Regions from separate parts of the Sus scrofa genome. Here all the other regions are linked to region 2. A link is a contact called in public HiChIP or PLAC-seq data. All regions are on one chromosome and are shown on one strand. The core of a region is the stretch at or near the end of the contact, and the rest is flanking DNA. Distances in the headings are between cores, read along the strand shown. Region 1 overlaps CPQ (carboxypeptidase Q). Region 2 has its middle 54 kb from the start of SDC2. Region 3 overlaps CPQ (carboxypeptidase Q). Region 4 overlaps CPQ (carboxypeptidase Q).

The links. HiChIP or PLAC-seq counts read pairs in DNA pulled down with a chosen protein or histone mark.
Region 1: an H3K27ac HiChIP or PLAC-seq map of alveolar macrophages shows a contact between it and region 2. The contact joins two enhancer-like sites.
Region 3: a contact with region 2 is called in an H3K27ac HiChIP or PLAC-seq map of alveolar macrophages. The contact joins two enhancer-like sites. A contact is called at or near these places in 1 of 47 Hi-C or Micro-C datasets (liver) and 1 of 2 datasets of contacts at active chromatin or transcription factors (alveolar macrophages).
Region 4: a contact with region 2 is called in an H3K27ac HiChIP or PLAC-seq map of alveolar macrophages. The contact joins two enhancer-like sites. A contact is called at or near these places in 1 of 47 Hi-C or Micro-C datasets (embryonic fibroblasts) and 1 of 2 datasets of contacts at active chromatin or transcription factors (alveolar macrophages).

Annotation. Positions count from the first base shown.
Region 1 is chr4:39,567,732-39,570,588 of Sscrofa11.1, reverse strand. The region is part of intron 6 of CPQ (carboxypeptidase Q); the gene reads left to right. Among named protein-coding and RNA genes, the nearest start is that of TSPYL5, 210 kb to the right of the region's middle. Within about 2 kb of position 1,583, at least 9 of the 83 cell types and tissues checked have an H3K27ac peak or open chromatin away from gene starts, as enhancers often do. A contact at or near this core is called in alveolar macrophages, where this site is marked.
Region 2 is chr4:40,181,673-40,184,430 of Sscrofa11.1, reverse strand. No RefSeq gene overlaps it. Among named protein-coding and RNA genes, the nearest start is that of SDC2, 54 kb to the right of the region's middle. Within about 2 kb of position 1,305, at least 4 of the 83 cell types and tissues checked have an H3K27ac peak or open chromatin away from gene starts, as enhancers often do. A contact at or near this core is called in alveolar macrophages, where this site is marked.
Region 3 is chr4:39,638,287-39,641,158 of Sscrofa11.1, reverse strand. The region is part of intron 4 of CPQ (carboxypeptidase Q); the gene reads left to right. Among named protein-coding and RNA genes, the nearest start is that of CPQ, 220 kb to the left of the region's middle. Within about 2 kb of position 1,503, at least 2 of the 83 cell types and tissues checked have an H3K27ac peak or open chromatin away from gene starts, as enhancers often do. A contact at or near this core is called in alveolar macrophages, where this site is marked.
Region 4 is chr4:39,540,622-39,543,321 of Sscrofa11.1, reverse strand. The region is part of intron 7 of CPQ (carboxypeptidase Q); the gene reads left to right. Among named protein-coding and RNA genes, the nearest start is that of TSPYL5, 180 kb to the right of the region's middle. Within about 2 kb of position 1,266, at least 1 of the 83 cell types and tissues checked has an H3K27ac peak or open chromatin away from gene starts, as enhancers often do. A contact at or near this core is called in alveolar macrophages, where this site is marked.

The sequences.
Region 1 (2,857 bases), core at 334-2,833, 610 kb after region 2:
TGGCCAATGTATGATGTTAAGGGAATCAAATTTTAATTGTGGAGACTTTGAGTCCCACAGATTCTAACTCTTGATTTATGTTGCTTCAACATGCAGGAATAAAATTAAAAGCTGAGATTGACAGCAAGTTGCCATGTAAGCCCTTTTTTTAAGTCTGTCTACCAAATACCCTGGATATTGAGTTGTTTTTAGTCCTAAAAGAAATGTGAATACTGTTAATATCTCCTATAGAATACAAATAAAGTTCTTATTTCTTATGTTTTTATGCCATCTTTTCAGCCTTCCAACTCGCTCTCGTTACCATAGTGACATTTATAGAGGGATTATGTGTTTTCCATAAGATTAAGGGCCATCTATGGGCCTTAACCAGCTCAAGAGGAGAATTCACTGAGATCTAGAGTGCTTCGGAAGGCACTGAGAAAATTGAATTGCCTGAAAACACAGGCTTGTCTGGCAAGAGAAACCTACTGTGCACACTCATAGAATGATAGCGCTGGAAAGGGACCTCTGGAAGCCAGTTATTCTGTCCCCGTCTCCAGGCAGCATGGTGGCCAAACCACAATAGGTGTCTGTAATTTTAGTACTCATGTAGCTAACCCAAGACTGCCCATTCCCCAGAGCTGCAGCCAGTTTAGCTGTCAAATAAAAATAACTTATGGCCCTCCACCCTGTCATCGTCGCTTTCCTAGCTCTCCCTGGGTCCCCAAGGCTGTTCAAGACTGAATGCTAGAGAGTCAGAAATAAAAGTCTGAATCCCAGGGTAGACCTGACCAGAAAGTAAAATTATTCTTGATTTTGCACAGCGAGGAGAAACCTCTTTGCCTATCATCCAATCACCATGGGTAAATACAGAGCTAAAGCCCTGTGAGGCACTCACCTCCAGCTCCAGGGAATTCCAGCCACAATGGCAGCGCTAGAGAAGATGATTCTGGCAACTCAGCACATGGTCTCATGGAATGATTTCCTTTTGTGAACTTTACCACCATCATTTGTAAAATAGTAACATTTACCAGAGCAGGAAAGTGGTACTGCGACTAATTACCCCTTTCAGGGTGGAGTTTTTACTTCTTTGGAGATGGAACTGAGGAGGCTACACGATTAACTCAAATAATTAAGAGTCTCTTTTTCTTTTCATTTGATTTTGGGATTACAATGTCACTTTAGGTCCAAACCAAAGACAGGTTACCTAGGTTATGAGAAAATAAAAACTCTAAAACAAAAAGGAAGCCAAATGTGGTAGGAGGGGAGATGTTGGATTTGGGTCTAGGTTTCTGAAGAAGGAATTTTTATAATTTTATGAATCTGGAATTTTATAAATGCAAAAACACAAACATCATCCTCGTGTTTATATTAGGAAGTAAGCATTTGAAAACATGCAATATGTATTTTAAACACTGTTCTTCTTTTTCGTCTTGCGTTGCACCCAAAGAATGCTAATGGTTACCAAATTGCTCTTTGGCAGAGTTAGCTGACCCTTTAAAAAAAAAAAAAGAAGAAGAAGAAGAAGTGTGATAGGATGTGGCTCCAGCGCAAAACAAAGTCCTGGGAATCCTCAACTCTGAGCGGATATTAACTAATCCACTGATCCCAACCTAGGAGGTTAGCCAGGAGCATTTCTCTACATTGCATTAGGTCCATTACCTGGCAATGAATGACAGTTTCCATGGATCCTAATAAAGAGATGTTTCTCTTTATTAAGAGAGCAGAGTGGGAGTTTGCAGATGATATCTGAGCTCATCACTGAGCTTCTCAGCCTCCTCATTTTCCTGTCTGTCTCGATCGGTGCTAGCTGCCTCACCAATAATGCATTCAGTCTCTAGAAGAAGGTTTCTTCCTCCACCCTGTAAACAGGAGAACGGATATCTTGTTATGTATGCTCAAGAGGCTTGAGTGAAACCAGCATGGCTCTGCTTCGCTGTCACCAGCTATAATCAGCTTTTGAAATCTACACTGAGTGTGTCCCCAAAGAATCATGGCAGAGCAAGTAACACGGATGTTTGTGACAACACATTCCTGAGAAGCAGTGGATCTAAGAGCCCAGTGACCCAGCTCATTCATTCTGATTTCTTTGTGCAGACATATTTTGTTTTCCCAGCTCTTTGGCCATGTGCTAACGATTAGACAATGACTCCATAAATGAGGAGAAAAAGCAGTGTCATGGACGGTGGGTGGTTTGTTTTCTTAGTTCTTTATTGAAAACATATGGAGATGTTTATATATAAATAGAAAACAAAAGAATGCTGCCATCAGGTTAGCAGCAGCTAATAAAATTCTACATGAATAGAAATCACACATGTCTTTACCTCTGCCAGAATTCTGGTTTACTGACATCTACACATCCTGTCCAATTCGGTTGAAAAGATGTTTTATTATTTTAGGCTTTTTATTCTTACTTGGAAGGAAGTGATGGAGCAAGAGTTTTGTTCTTGCTTTTGTTTTTGTTTTTGTTCTTGTTCTTCTCTTTGCTTAATCAAATTACTTAATTAGCAGGGATAATAAATTCTATGCAAGCAGACCCTATATTGTGATCATGCAAAGAAAATTTAAACACTGGACATTAGTTTCACTACAGCCTTTGTAGTTCTTGAATTCAAAGTGAGGATTTGTGGCCTGACAGTTGGGAATAAGCTTCAGTAGACAGGGCAGTGGAGGGGTTGAGAGCACAGACGTGGGGAGGCAGACCTCTGGGTTTGAATTCTGGCTACACCACTTACCAGCTAGGTTACCTTGGGGAAGTTAATTAGCCTGACAAAACCTCAGTTGCCTCATCTGTGAAGTGAGAGATACAAGAGCACTTATAGAATGAGCATTGCATGAGATCAGCTGTAAAGCATTTCACACAGGCTCTGGCATGTAG
Region 2 (2,758 bases), core at 56-2,555:
GCCATAAGGTAAGGGGGTCTAATGCAGTAGTCCCTGTGGACAGCCCCCCAAACCACAAAGCGAGGGGGAGTAGGCTGAAGAGTGAAGGGAAAATACCCAGCCCTCACTCCACAAACAGACACAGTTAAACATATATCCTACAATTTCATAACAGCTTACAGTTAGCAAGTACTTTCAAAAATGTTTCAGGAATTCCCATCGTGGCTCAGCAGAAATGAATCTGACTAGCATCCACAAGGAGGCAGGTTCGATCCCTGGCCTTGCTCGGTGGGTTAAGGATCCGGCATTGCTGTGAGCTGTGGTGTAGGTCACAGACACGGCTCGGATCCCGTGTTGCCGTGGTGTAGGCCAGCAGCTGCAGCTCCAATTGGACCCTTAGCCTGGGAACCTTCCTATGCCACAGATGAGGCCCTAAAATGACAAAAAAAATATGTTTCACATATGCACCTGATTCCTAGGAGGTACTCGAAAAATAGTTATTGAATAAATCGATGAAATATAACATTTTCAACTGATCTAATTTTTTCTTATTCCCAATAATTAGGTTTCTTTATATATGTATATATATTTATATGTTTTACATATATAAACATACATATAATATTCATTATTATATGTTTGTATAGATATTTATGTTTTTTATATATTTATATATTTGTATATATTTGTTTTTTTATTATGGAAAATATACATAATTTACCATTTTAGCCACTTTAAAGTAGCATGAAATACATTCATGATGTTGCACAACCATCATGATTATCCAGTTCCAGAACTTTTTCACTATCCCAAATGGAAACCCCTTACTACCAATTTATTTTTAAAATGACAGACTTGTTTTGCATGCCAAGATTTTTGAAAGATAATTGGTATATAAGATCTATTAAATGGTGTGACAATATTCCTATTAGAAAAGTATAAAGGATAGTTCATGTTGTGGTGCAACGGAAACAAATCCCACTAGGAACCATGAGGTTGTGGGTTCAATCTCTGGCCTCGCTCAGTGGGCTAAGAATCCGGCATTGCCGTGAGCTGTGGTGTAGGTCACAGATGAGCTCGGATCCCATGTTGCTGTGGCTGTGGTGTAGGCCGGCAGCTACAGCTCCGATTCGACCCCTAGCCTGGGAACCTCCATATGCCATGGGTATGGCCCTAAAAAGCAAAAAAAAAAAAAAAAAAAGTAAAGGATAAAAAAAACCTTCAGTATGAGTCTGTCTAGAGGAAACAGTGAAATACACAAAGTTACGTAGAATTCACATAAAGTGTAGTGGACATTTAAGGAAATAACTTCCTTGATGAGCAAATCGGCCAGGAAGTTGATCAATTCTTCACTTCAGCTTGACTCTATAGAGACTAGTTGCCCAGAAAGCACATCCTTCTTCCTCCTCCAATGAGGAAATAGCCAGTTTTGATTCCCGAACTTTGCCAATGAAGCCCGAATAAATTCTTGAAGAGTTTAGGGCAGGCATAATTTCACAGTGGCAGTTGGCCCTCTCATGGCAGGTGGGAGGTCCGCCCTGGGTCTGCCATTTGTTAGCTGCGTGGAAGCAGAGCCTGCCGACCTGGCCTCTCTTATCTGTAAAACAGTGGGAATGGACTTTGAGCCCTAAAGCCCCTTGTGACACTAGGCTCTGCCCGAAAACCTCCAAAGCTTTTCACAGAAACACTCTCTCAATCTGAGGACAACAAATAGCTAAACACACAGTATTTACCCTTCTGATAAAATGGCCAGTGTGGAATTTGACCCTTTTGACAAATCCAACCGATATGAGAGCCAACATTCTGTGCAGGTAAAGCAGGTTTAGCACTTGGGGAAGCAATAAGCCAGATTCACTGACTAACATCCCTTTTAATGGGTATTTTAATGACACGGAGAAGCTAGTTCTGACCTTTTATCTATAGCACAGTTCTCCCCATGGTGCTGGCAGACTGGCACTGATCCATCCTCACCTGGTCTCCTTGGTAACCAAGGGCCTAGATCTGTGAGATGCTTGCAGGACATCTGGCCAGGATTAAGGTGTAGACACTCATTAGAGATCAAGTCCACAGCCCTGGCCTTTGAAGACCCTCTGCTAATGAAAGAATCAGCAGCCACGGACTGGGACATGGCGTGTGCTGCACTGTTGGCCGTCAGAGTGGCACAGTGGCTGAGAACATAGGCTCTGGAACCAGACTGCCTGGGATTAAATACCAAGCTGTCTCTCGCTAATGATGGAACCTTGGGCAAGTTTTAAGGTGCTTCTCTGGGCCTCGATCTCTTCACTTAGTAAAATGGGTTTACTAAAAGTACCTTCCTCAGGAGTTCCCGTCGTGGCTCAGTGGTTAACAAATCCGACTAGCAACCATGAGGTTGCGGGTTCGATCCCTGGCCTTGTTCAGTGGGTTAAGGATCCGGCGTTGCTGTGAGCTGTGGTGTAGCTTGCAGATGGCTCAGATCCCACGTTGCTGTGGCTCTGGTGTAGGCTGGCAGCTACAGCTCTGATTAGACCCCTAGCCTGGAAACCTCCATATGCCGCAGGAACGGCCCAAGAAATTGAAAAAAAAAAAAAAAAAAAAAAAAAAAAAACAACCTTCCTCTTGCAGTGGTGTCAGGATTAAATGTATTTAAGTGCTGAAAGTACCTAGAGCTATGTACAGCCAGGGTTCAAGGTGAATTAACCAGCAGTAGTAACAATGGGATGATTATGTAACACCAATAAGAAAAAGTGCATTGTTTTAGGGAGATCTGTAGCAAAGGTGGGACTAGAAAAACAGGCTG
Region 3 (2,872 bases), core at 254-2,753, 540 kb after region 2:
TTAGACTGAGAATATAGTTGGAGACGTACATATGTACCTACACACATAGTTATTACTAAAGGCATGATAACAAGTCTGCTTGTAGAATTGGGTAAGGTTTGCACGAGAGCCATTGTCCACCAAATAAAACCGAAAAACACTCAGTCCTTCAGGGAAGATCTGGGAGACTCTGTATGTGAATTCTTTCCTCCTCTCCCTTTAAAAAAAGTATTCCTGTGGCTATCTGTTCTCTCTGTCATAACTTCATTCCAGAATGAAGTGGGCCCTAGAGATGAAGCAGGCAGGTACCATTTTCCTCTTCCTAGGACACAGATATTTATTTGAAAGTTAATTTTATTTTAATGGGTTCCCACCAGCTTGACTGCAGGCAGAGTGGTAGTGTAAAAGGAGAGCTGGACCCATCTCAGTGGGATTTTTAGGTCATTCTATGCCACAAATTACTTTTTTGGCCCCTGGAAGGTCATTTGAACTCCCTGGACTTTGTTTTCTCCATTTCTGTTCAACTGCTAGCTTCCAGAGTATTTTATCCACTCTAGATTGGAATAAAAATTGTGCCTCTCTAGGCTTGGAATCTTACTTCTTTAGTACTCAGCATGGGACCCTAAATCACTGTTAATTGAGTTGAATTCAATTGCATGAGTAAATGTCAAACAGCATGCAAAGGTGAATTGAGTATCTTTTTCCAGCTCTGAAAGTACATTGACTTCAGTTGCTTTTGATAGCTAGTAATCTGTCTCCATCAATTCAGGGCTTAACTCTCCGATAGCGTTCTGAAAAGCTATATAAACATGAATAAAACTCTAAAATAAAGAGGAATATTTCTTTTGAGTAGGTGTTAAGAGGCAGCATGGCATACTGTAAAAAAAAAAAAAAGCAAAACAAAACCTCTGAAACCAGACTGTCTGGGTTCAAATCCCAGCTCTGCAATTTAGTAGCAGGTGGTCTTAAGCAGGTTACTTTGCCTTTTTGTGGCTGTTTTCTCATCTGTGAATTGGAGGTAATAATAGTTCCTATCTCATAATGTTGATTTGAAAATTAAATAATCAATTCCCTTAATAATTAAAACAGTGCCTAACCCAATCCTAATACTCCATAAATTTTAACTTTTGTCATTTACTAAGCATGACTCTGACAGTACCATATTTTTTATGTAGGAGAGGATTATATGTATTATATATGTATGTATATATATGAAATGTGTGTATATAATATATATTATATATATAATACATCTATATTTTTAACTCCCACCCACTTAGTGATTGCTTTGCCTTCTAACTCAATGTATTAGTTGTACTGATATAACTCCAGGGCCAGCTGCTATGATATCCCTATATATCCTTTCCCTTTATTATTTAAGTCACCACCCCTTGTATGATGGAAATCCACTGACCTCCTTCACTTGTTTTCCACTTTCATACTAAATTTGTAAGAGTCTGAATTTCTCCTGGTCACTTCCTGCTTCCACTTCCTACTCGCTAAGTGCACACTTCCTGCTTCCACTTCCTACTTACGCTGAATGCACAGAACCCACGAGATACCTCATATCCTGCGATTGCACTCACTAAGTCTTACTCTTTAATTTTAAAATTAGAATTAGATTGTCAAGTTCTTTTTGTAGATTGTCCATGTGTTTTAATATGAAAAACTAGATCTGACATAGACATATGCATTCTAGATGAAACTTCTGACATACTTGAGTAAGAAATAGGACTTTGGGCTAGAGGCCACAAAATGGGTTCATAATTATATTACTTAATTACATTGAGCCCAAACTATTTGGTTGGTGACATATGAACTCTCTATGGCAATCTATTTTTCCAAGAAAAGTGAGACTCCTTTTGGCTGCTGTTCCTTGGACAATATGTCATGCAGAATGCATGTCAAAGTCCCTCAGTGGGGCTTGTTAATTTGAAGTGTTGGTCCAGTGGGACTTTCTGATATTTAGGAATATTGTTCTAAGAGTCATCCTTCACGTCTCTTCCCCTTTGTTCACTTCTTTCACTACTCATTGTAGATTCACTCTTTTGCCCAAGCCATCAGCTAAAACCATATTCAGTTAATCTAACAGAAGAGGTATCTGTGCTTTGCAAATAAAATCAGTCATTCCTAAGTAACTGTCAACAGAAGGCTATTTGCTGTGAAATGCTGTTGAATGCTTTTTTGTGTTTGTGGTTTACTGGACATGAAACTGTTTATTTGAAATGTCATTTCATGGAATGTTCTGGTGTCAGTGGACAAAGCCTATGGCCAAAGATGTTATGCTTCAAAATGTGCATTTGGCACATAAATAATAAACCACCATCCATCCCAAAATTCTTCCAACTTTACCATTTTCTGTGAAGTTGGAATTTTAAGTTTTCAAGCCTACACAAGGGGCAAAAATTAGAATTAGCAGTACTACATGGTCGTTGCAATGTGAGATATATGTGAAACATCTTTTTAGAGAAGCATTAAATATAAGCATCTTGACTGTAATTTTTATAAAGCTTGAAAATCTACGTGTTAGAAAAATATTTTATTTATATATTTCTTCACTTGTTCACTCAACAAATATTAACTGTGTACTGATTGCATGTCAAGTGTGCCAGGTACTTTGTAACAAAGAGGAAGGAGACATAGTCCTTGAAGTCTTTGAAGTGGGAGAGATGTTTAATTCAAAAATTGCAGTGAAATTGTTATCAGCTCTTTAATTGAAGTGTGTGCAGATTACTTTGGGCAGCTCATGAAGGAAGGGAGCGGTGAGGCTTGGCTGAGTCAGGGCACCTTCGTGAAGGTGATCTTTGAGCTTTCTTTTATAAAGATAAATAGAAATCCTTGATGGAAAGGGGGCGCAGTGAAGAATTCCCAGCAGAGTATAGCGCTTCCTGTC
Region 4 (2,700 bases), core at 17-2,516, 640 kb after region 2:
GAAAATAAACTAATTTCTCTGAGGTAGTGTCGTTACCTAAGTAACAGATTTCCAGAAACCAAACACCCGTAGAAAATGAAGCATTGCCCTTGTGTTTTAGAATAACTTCCCTCAGTTTGGGATGATGGTTTGTAAACCTGTTTCCTCAGAGACACTGCCTCTAACTTCCACGTTTACTGTCATCCTGTCTCAATTCATTTCTCTAACGATATTGAGATGCCAGATTGCCTGTCTACACCACCCTTGAACTGGTGCCCTTGGAACTCTTACTTTCCCACGCTCAGAACCCAGGAGGTCAACCGTACTCGACTCGCCAACAATAGCAAACAGCCGCTGAGCCAGCCTAAAATGAGATATGGGATTAAAAGTCAGGTTAAACCACAAAGCCTCCCCACTCATGAGTCAGTGTGTGGGTGCCTCAATACAAGACTACATGCAAGAGAGAAAGACTGAGTGAGGGGAAGTTCTCAATGCTTCTTTGTTTGTTTGTTTTCCTTTTTTTTTTTTTTTTTTTTGTCTTTTTAGGCAAAACCTCGGCATATGGAGGTTTCCAGGTTATGGGTCGAATAGGAGCTATAGCTGCCAGCTGACACCACAGCCACAGCAATGCAGGATCCAAGCTGTGTCTGTGACCTACCCCACAGCTCACAGCAACACCAGATACTTAATCCACTGATCAAAGTCAGGAATTGAACCCGCAACCTCATGGATACTGGTCAGGTTCGTTAACCGCTGAGCCATGACGGGAACTCCTCAATGCTTCTTTGGAATCGGAATGTTTAAAGGAAGCATCCTTGCCCACCCTCACCAGGGAAACCTCCCTCTTGTTTTAGCCACATCACCCTTTCTGGTCACTTCACAGCTGCAAGAGTCACTTCTTGCAGCTTTGTCAACGGCCAGGGGAATGCCTGTGGTGGAGCAAGGCAGGTTTATCACTCTTATAACTCCTTGCAGTGAGGCAGGACGCATCCCATGAGGACCCAGGAGGCATCTCAATCAAAGGATGTCAAAAAGGACTTGGAAGATTTGGGTTTTGGTTAGGGCAGGGTTTGGATGGGTCCAGGGAAGCAAGGCTTTACTCTAGCTTGGTCGCTCTCTGGAAGGGGGATAATTTAATGACTGGGCATCTTAAATCTCCTGTCTATGGAGGGCAAACTCAATGGAGACTGATGTTGTAATGCGTGAAAGAAGCAGCCGTCACTCATATGACGCCAAAAAGGGGATGTTTAGTATTTTGTGGTTTGCACAGTGACTTTGTTTTAGTCTGGGCAAAACTATGAAATGGCCTGTTTTGGCTTGCTTCATCAGTCACAGAATGCCCTTATCTGATGCTGGTGTCCCATGAGATTCGTTACCCGTCCAGCTGGAGCACAAGATGGTCTGGCATCTTCGACCACCCTGCCGTCTACCTGTAGGTGTCACACAAGTTCCCAGATGTCAACGGCTGCTTTCTCCGTTTCCAGTTCAAATGTCTTTGTTGGGTAAAATCAGTTTTAGAGCAGTATGATTTTTGTTGTTGTGAACATTTCTCAGCGTAGGTGCTTTACACTCAGTGCTCTCCTGACACTTGGGAAATGGATGGAGAATTATTAAGCTTTGCCATTGTGTGTGATGTGATCAGTTTATCTGATCTCAAGTTATATGTCCCTAACATTTAAGAACCTACGCATTAGGGACATCTAGGGATTTAGGAACAGTAGGAAGAGTGAGGAAAGATCCCTCCCCAAGAAACTATAGGTTAGTAGGAAATTATAAGGAGGAGCAAGAGGATATAAAATTATGGCCAAAGTCTACTCAAGGGTGGAATAGATGGTTGACAGAGGGACATAAAATATCAGACCTATCTGAACTCCTTGCAGCCAGATAAGCTGCAAGAACCCTTAGAATCAATAACCAACAAGGCACATGATTCCTACCATTTTATAATTTCTTTGTTCATTTATACACACACATATGTATACCACCTGGCACTGACTCATGATACTGAAATCATGGGCTGCTAAAATTATGAGAAAAGGCAGCTCATGTTCCAGGAGGTTTTCTTAACTGAGGAGAAAGTAAGCAGGATGAAAACTCAGTAGAAAACTGTGCGACATTTAGTTCTAACCCCCATTACCTTTGAAATCTGTCTGAAATCTCTTGTCAACTGCGGTTATCCTCAGGACCTTAAGGTGTGACGCCTATGAAATGTTCATTTTCACATAGACATAGAATAGTGTGGGAGGGGTGCTCTTCTTTTCCAACAGGAACTTCTGCAGAAACACTCAGTAGAGAGGGACCTTCCTCAAGGGGTGCAGGGAGGGCCCCTGCGCTGCCACTGAGCGGCTTAGATAACCACGGAGACTGAACTCTCACTTGATACTTGGTACCCTGGCCACAGACAGTGGCCCCTCTTCTTTTCCAGATTCTTTGTAAGGACTAAGCCTACTGAGAGGTTAAACCACCCATCAGAATATGAAATCTCTAAGGGAACCCATTTGCCTGGTGATTTCTTTGCTTCTACTTTAAAGCCTGTTCAGATCCAATACTTGGAGGCTCCCCAACACCATAAGGTGTGAGGCTTCATGAACAGGTGGGGAAAGCACCTGGTAAGCTCCTCCTTCTACTCCTGGGGGTGTGTCAAAGCCTCCTTGCTCCTTTGTTCTTTTTCTTTTTCTCTTGTATCAGGCTGAGCATTCTGAAAGGAACAAAATTCTCCTC